Regions from separate parts of the Callithrix jacchus genome. Here region 2 is linked to region 1. Evidence: chromatin contacts called from public Hi-C data. All regions are on one chromosome and are shown on one strand. The core of a region is the stretch at or near the end of the contact, and the rest is flanking DNA. Distances in the headings are between cores, read along the strand shown. Region 1 holds the start of SPG11 (SPG11 vesicle trafficking associated, spatacsin). Region 2 holds the start of SORD (sorbitol dehydrogenase).

Region 1 (3,520 bases), core at 768-3,267:
TGTTCTCTTTATAGGTTTGCCTGGATCTACTGATCTGTTTGTTCTGGAATACATATATCTTGGAAGTCGAATCATCAGACACTGGCTGCATAGACTATGTTTACAGGGATCCAGAGAGTCTGAAGACATTTCTTACATCTTTACATATTGGAGAACCCGTCCCCAAACATTTTCATATCCTTTCTTCAAGAACCTAAATGATGTGCCTAAAAATAAGACATGGCATAGTAAGATATAATAAAAGAGCTAAGAGAATGATGTGTTGGAACTTGCTTGTAAGTTAGGGCCTATAATCAAGGAAGGCTATCTTATGTGTGAGTGCTCCAGGAATATCTTTTTTTTTTTTTTTTTTTTTTTTTAAGACAGGGTCTTACTCGGTCACCCGAGTGCAGTGGCACCATCATGACTCACTGCAGCATTGACCTCCAGGATCAAGTGATCCTCCTACCAGACTTCTGAATAGCTGGGAGTACAGACATGTGACACCACACCCAGCTAATACTAAATTTTTTAATTTTTTTAGAGAGACAAGGGTCTCCCTGTGTTGCCCAGGGAGGATTCCAGTGATTCTCTCTACTTGGCCTCCCAAAGTGCTGGGATTACAGGCATGGAAAGAATGTCCTGATTTTAAGGGACAAGGCCTTGTTGTAGCTAACACAAGTATAACCTTAGAAATTGCTTTAATGTTGCCATTTTTTCTAGAGAGAAAATAGCCTCAGCTGAGCTTAGAAGGTTGAATATATCTCCATTGTAATAGAAAATGTTTGGTTTCAGCCAGGTGCAGTGGCTCATGCCTATAATCTTAGCACTTTGGGAGGCTGAGGCAAGTAAATCACCTGAGGTCAGGAATTTAAAACCAGCCTGGCCACCATGGTGAAACCCTGTCTCTACTAAAACACAAAAATTAGCCAGTTGTGGCCTGTGCCTGCAATCCCAGCTACTCTGGAGACTGAGGCAGGAAAATTGCTTGAGCAGGAAAGGCGTAGGTTGCAGGGAGCTGAGATCATGCCACTGCACTCAGGCCTGGGTGACAGAGCTAGACTCCACCTTAAAAAAAAAAGGTTTCATTTTGACAAATAAGATCATGCATTCATGAACAAATGCTGGAGTACCTTTCATGAAATAGGCACTGTTTTAAGTACTAGCGGGGACAGTAGTGAGCAACAAAGTCCCTGCTCTTTTGAAGTTTACATTTTGATTGGACAGGAACTGGCAGAAGATAGTATTTATCACAAGTAGTGATAAATACTATGATTAAAAACAAAACTAGGTAAGAGAGACTGCAGTAGAGGGGACTTTAGATTGACTGGTCCAGAGAGGCCTGTCAATAGAGGTTTCATTTATGCTGAAATGTTCTGAATATGGAAAATGATGTGTTGATAAGAAGGTACTGCTATCTTTTAGCAGTCTTTTCCGAATGCCTACACAACCCCTCTTCTCATCTCAAAGCCTTTGCTGCTTTGCTGCTCTCCTTCTCTGCTGATGATCTTGGATCATACTCTTGAGACAACAGACAGGAACTCTACCATCTTCACCCCTTACTGACTCCGTGTCTTTTCCTGTTACAAGGGACATTATTTGACTTCAACTTTCGGGTCAACACCCTCATTATGGATCCACGCTTAAGACTTGGTCCATTCTACCAAGGAAATGGCACCACCCTAGAGTCTGTAAGCAAACGCAGTAAGAAAAGAGGCAGAAACTGGGTTCCAGGGGAGCAGGAGGCAGTTGGACCAAGAAGGCAAAGGGTAATGCCGCAGAGCAAGAACAGCTGCAAGGACCTGCTCCGCTAAGCTAGGCCTTCAAGCATGCCAGGCTAGTAAAGCAGACTGGGACTGGGGCCAGGGCAAATGTGGCTTTGCTGGAGAGGCTGGTACCGCCCCCAACAGGAAAGGAATGGAACCGACCAGAGACAGCCGAGAGGTCCTGCGGGAGTCACGAGACCGAGCGTGAGCCGCTGCGTATACCGCGCATGCCCATTGCAGTCAGGTTCCGGCTAAAGTGACCGGAAGTAACGGCCGGGCCAAGATGGCTGCAGAGGAGGAGGTTGCGAGTGCTGCTGCCGCCCGCACTGCGGTCATGGGGCAGGTTCTACCCATGCTGTTGGTGCGGGTCCCCGCCGAAGCTATGGGGCAGCTGGGCTCCCGCGCGCAGCTGCACACACAACAAGAGGTTCTGGGGAGCCTGACAGCTGCGGGCAGCCTCCAAGTGCTTTCTTTGGCGCCTGGCAGCCAGGGCGCGGGTCGCTGCTGCCTGGAGGGTCCCTTCTGGCAGTAAGTGCTGGGGAGAGCTGGGCAGTGGGGGGAGTACGGAGCTGGCCGAGCCCCAAGGGATCATGCCGAGGTTTCCCTGCAGGTGTAGAGGTGGCGGGAGAGGGGTGACAGCCGCAAGAAACGCCCCAGAGGTGAGCCTGGTTTCCTTTAAGAACCTTTCCCTCGACCTCAAGCGCTCTCCTTGTTGCATCCCGGTAGCCCAGCTCCCTTGTTCTGGGTGGGAGGAGACGACATCCAGCTCCTCTGCCACCTGCGGCGAACTCGGAGAGGGTTCCAGCTGAGGCGCTGATTCCTTCTTTATTCAACACAGGTTGATTAACAGTGAGAGGGTCGAGTCTCATGCCCTTTTCTTCTTTCAGTTAAAGATGACAGCTGAGGATCATCTCTAGTTTGAATCATCCTGATACCTTTTTCATGTCCTTGAAATGAATAGCGTTTTCCTTCAAATATAGTGCTCTTCTTTAAGGACAGAGTCCAGTTTGTCCCTTCACTTACTCAACAAATACGTGTGCCTGCTGTTATATAGGAGCAGTGCCTAAAAAGTTGAGTAAGACAGTTTCTTGTGAAGCGCGCATGTTTTGGGAAGACGAACATAATTACAATAATGCATTAAATTCTACTTCTGTAACTCTCAGTTCAGTACTTAAGACTTTACATCATAAAGTTTGGGAGTGCCTTCTTGGTGTTTTGAATGGGCTTGTTTTTTTTTAAAAGGTAACTTCGCTGTTGCCCAGGCTGTAGTGCAGTAGCTCAGTCACGGCTCACGGCAGCCAGCCTCAACCTCCCGGGCTCAGCATCCCGAGTAGCATAGCTAGAACTACAGGTGTGCGCCACCAGGCCTGGCTAATTTTTCTGTTTATTGTAGATATGAGGTCTCACTATGTTGCCTAGACTAGTCTCAAACTGCTGAGCTCAAGTGATCCTCCCTCCTCTGCCTGCCAAAGTGTTGGGATTACAGGCGTGAACCACTGAGCCTGACCTTTTTTTTTTTTTTTTTTTTTTTTTTAAATAAGTGTTTTCAAAACTCTTTAAGACGAGTAGCCAAAAGATGTCTTATTCATCTTGGAAGCTTCAGCTCCTCTAACAGTTCCTGACACTTAGAGATTAATTTGATAAATGAGTGAATGCTTAGCCTCTTCTGGGTTTGTCTTCCCTACCCTTGATGTCTAGTTGCTAGGAAGAGGAATCTTTGCATTTGGTTTATAAACTATTCCTTATAAACTAAGTTATTTATAAACTAGCTTAGG
Region 2 (3,732 bases), core at 906-3,405, 170 kb before region 1:
AAACCTGATCTCATCATTTTAATCTACTCTTGACTAGTAAATGACCCTACTACCATTTCCCATTCTCAAGCTGAGCCTAGGTGTTTTCCTGAATCCTCCTCTGAATTCTTCTCCCCAGTTAGTATACCAGTCCACAAGCACAGGCAAAATTCTCTAGCCCATCTTATTTTCTAGATCCTTTAGGTTACAGCCACCCCAACCCAGCCCCTAATCCAGTCAGAGATTGGATTTTTGCAAAGCAGATGAGATGGAGGTTAGTTCCCTGCTCTAATCTTCAAGGCTTTGTCTACAAAATCACAATAGAGGTAGTCTGCCTGAGGAGTGGAAGACCATGATTTTGAGTTAAGGTGGAACAGAACTTAACTGTGGTTCTACATTTTAGGTGCATGACCTTTAAGCAGGCTCTGAGCAGACAGAGGGCCAAGGGCCCCTCCCTGTGAGGTCTTTTCTCTCTGAGGCTTCCATCAAAGCCATCGCACTATGTCATAATGGTTGACTTTGTCTGCCTCCCTCAGTAAACTTGGGAGCAGGGGCTGTGTCCTCCTCTCTGGGCCCCCAGTCCAGTGCTTGGCATGTGGCAGGCACCCCTTCATCAGAGAATGTTTGTGGAATGAAATACTGAATTGGAAATGACTCTGCAAGCTGTGTAGAGATGTACTACTTTCCCTTACTCATAGTATCATCTGGCATTTGCAACAATAAACACTAACATCCTTACTTTAATTCAGGACCTTCAGTGGAGGCTCCAAACGGTAGAATAAGCATTAGAATGGGGAATATGACCATCTGAGTCCTTTTCTTGGCTCTGTTAACTAACAAAACCTATCACCTTGGGCACGGCACGTTCTTCAACTGAGGAAATGGAGAGTCAGCTGGGTCAGGGGTTCTTAGTCTGGGATCCGCAGACCACTAGAGGGTCTATAGAAGTGCTTAAGGGGAGTCCTTGAACAACCCAAAATTGTTACCAAACTCAGTCTGTTTGCATTCTATGGAGGAAAGAGGGGACACCACAGATTCTTAAATAGTCGAGAACTGCTAATCTGGAGAAACTTCTGAATTCCTGCAGTTTAGATCCTGACACATGTACTTTGAGGGAAAGGAGGTATAGGGGAGCAGCAGAGATAGCTGGCATTCATCCCATATACCCACTGCCATCCCAGGCCCATCTGAGAGAGACTTTGTCAAGGGAGATTTGACATGACCAGGGTGCTAACTCAGCCACTTCCTAAACTCTGGTGCCACAAGCTAGGGAGCAAAAGGCAGGGCCCAGGGCAGAGGGCACACATACAGAATGCTCCTAAAGGACCAGAGGCACAGGATTAGAAAGAAAAACCCCTGGAAAGTGAACCAGATAGGGGTTTAGGGAGAGAAGGAGTCTTACAGACATGAAGACTATCAATATCCAGAAGTATGGCACAGGCAAGGGGAACACCAGGGTTTCTGGAGATAGAGGCTTAGACTGGAAGGAAAGGAGAAGGAGCCGGCACTTCCTGAGCACTTACTAGGTGCTGGGTACTCTTGTGAGCACAATAATCCTGTAAGGTAGGTTTATCAGTAGCAAGCAAGGGGAGTTAAATAGAAGTTTCAGTGTTTTTAAGTGTCCTCTGGCCCCCCTTTCTGCTCTACACTGTCTGCCCAGATAGTGCAGACAGCCTTAGCATTTTCTCTGAAAAGGTCAATGACAAGAAGCTGAACTACGAATCTGCAGCTGGCAAAGAAGAGAGAATGGTTCATTCAATCAGTTTGCAACTGTCCTGGGCACCGGCCACGTGCCAGCCACGGGTTAGGTTCCGGGAGGCACACGACTAGATCCCTGCCCTTCCCAACGGCCGCTACCCGCCGCCCCCACGCCCCGAGGCGAACCAGCTGGGATCAGGGCAGCCCGGGCGCTTAAGGTGCGGGGCCGGCGCCAGGCTGGAATTGGGAAGCCAGGACTGTGGCTGGGCTCAGAGGAGAGTGGGACAGGGTCGGTAGGCTTCCCACCCTCCTTCCTAGCTTACCAGGCGCAAGTCCCCCGGTCCATGCACCACCAGGGAGAGGTTCTCGGGCTTGGCCGCTGCTGCCATGGAGCTCTTCTGGCTCTCGAGTGCAGCCTGGAGCGCGCGGGACGTGCGATCGTTCTGGTGGCTCTGCCCCGCAGAGGGTCCAGGGCACTGGGTGGGAGGCGGGGCCTGGGAGAGGCGGCGCACTCAGGGGCGGGGCGAGGCTTCCTCCTCTGTGACATCTCTGGCGGGCGGCGCCAGCGTGGAGGGGCGGGGCTACCCAACTGCCTCCTGACCCCGGGGCGGAGCGGGGCCTCGGGCAGGGGAACTAGGGGCGCGAAGCCCCGGCGCCGGCTCCACCCGCAGCGCTGTGTTTTTGCCGCCTCACAGCCAAGCACACATAGCTGCCCTGAAAACCGCCTGCGGTGGCAGTAGGCACCAGACCAGTTCTCTCAAACATTAGATGCAGAAGAATAAGGGTGGGGAATGTCAGGAGCTGTTGCAAATCCAGAGACCAGAACCGAGATTCTGATACAATAAGTCTAGGTCTGAGGTGCGGCCAGAGAGTGCGTATTCCTAGCAATGAGAGCGCTGAGGCTGTGGATGGGACACGGTGTGCACTTGGCAAGACAGGTGCTACCATGACGCAGCGTCCATGTCTGCCCCGTTTCTCCAGCCCCCAGCAAAGGGCCTGGCACCAGTAGGAGTGAATCAGTTCGTGCATCATTCCAAGGACTTGGTGCATCAATATAAAAAAGCCATGAGACCGGGCACGGTGGTTCATGCCTGTAATCCCAGCATTTCGGGAAGCCAAGGTGAGAGGATCACGTGAGGTCAGGAATTCGAGACCAGCCTGACTTTTGAAAATTGTTCGAGACCAATATGATGTAATCCTGCCAGGAATTCTAGACCAAGATGATGTAATCCTGTCCCTAAAAACTAGCTGGGCATGGTGGCATGCGCCTGTGATCTTAGCTACTCGGGAGGCGGAGACAGGAGAAACGCTTGAACCCGGGAGACGGAGGTTGCAGTGAGCCAAGATCGCGTCATTACACTCCAGCGTGGGCAACAAGAAGAAAACTCTGTCTCAAAAAAAAAAAAAAAGCCATGAAATGTAATTTGTGAACCTTTTTCTCTCAACTGGTTCTGCTGCTTCTATACAAAGCAGGGTTTCTGTGCAAACTCTTCCAGCCTCGCAGCCCTCTGAGAAACAGTGAAGTTTTACTCTCTGAGGGGGGAGCAGCCTCTAGACAGGCCTAAATCTGTAACGCCCCTCCCTCCTTTGAGGACAGTGCTCCTGGTTTCATTCCCTACCGTTTCCCCTCCCCCATATGTAACAACCCAATGGATTCACCTTGCCTGCTGCCTAGATAGAACCAATTTATCAAGACAGGGTAATTGCAATAGAGAAAGAGTAATTATGCAGAACCAGCTGTGCAGGAGACTAGAGTCTTATTATTGCTCAAATCAGGCTCCCCAAGCAGTCAAACATGTGGATCAGAGTTTTTAAGGATAGTTTGATGGGTGGGGAAAGACTTTTTTAAAGCCACTCAGGAGTGCTGATTGGTTGGGTCAGATATGAAATCATAGGGAATCTAAGCTGTCTTTTTGGGCTGAGTTAGTTCCTGGGTGGGAGCTACAAGATCATATGAGCCAGTTTATCAGTCTGATTATGCCAGCTGATCCATCAAGTGTAGTCTGCAAAATCTTTCAAGCACTGATCTTAGGCTTTACAATAGTGTTGTTATCC

The links. Hi-C and Micro-C count contacts between places; a contact is called where the count stands out from the background.
Region 2: a Hi-C map of skeletal muscle shows a contact between it and region 1, with 2.7 times the contacts expected there. The contact joins the promoter of SORD here to the promoter of SPG11 in region 1. A contact is called at or near these places in 2 of 3 Hi-C or Micro-C datasets (both in skeletal muscle).

What each region holds. Positions count from the first base shown.
Region 1 is chr8:32,386,207-32,389,726 of calJac240_pri, reverse strand. SPG11 (SPG11 vesicle trafficking associated, spatacsin) reads left to right here and starts at 2,017. Exons shown (of 39, transcript XR_013520914.1): 1 at 2,017-2,273. PATL2 (PAT1 homolog 2) reads left to right here. Exons shown (of 19, transcript XM_078334149.1): 19 at 15-255. The coding sequence ends at 33.
Region 2 is chr8:32,555,678-32,559,409 of calJac240_pri, reverse strand. It overlaps SORD (sorbitol dehydrogenase), which reads right to left and starts at 2,155. Exons shown (of 9, transcript XM_002753413.6): 1 at 2,001-2,155. The coding sequence starts at 2,066.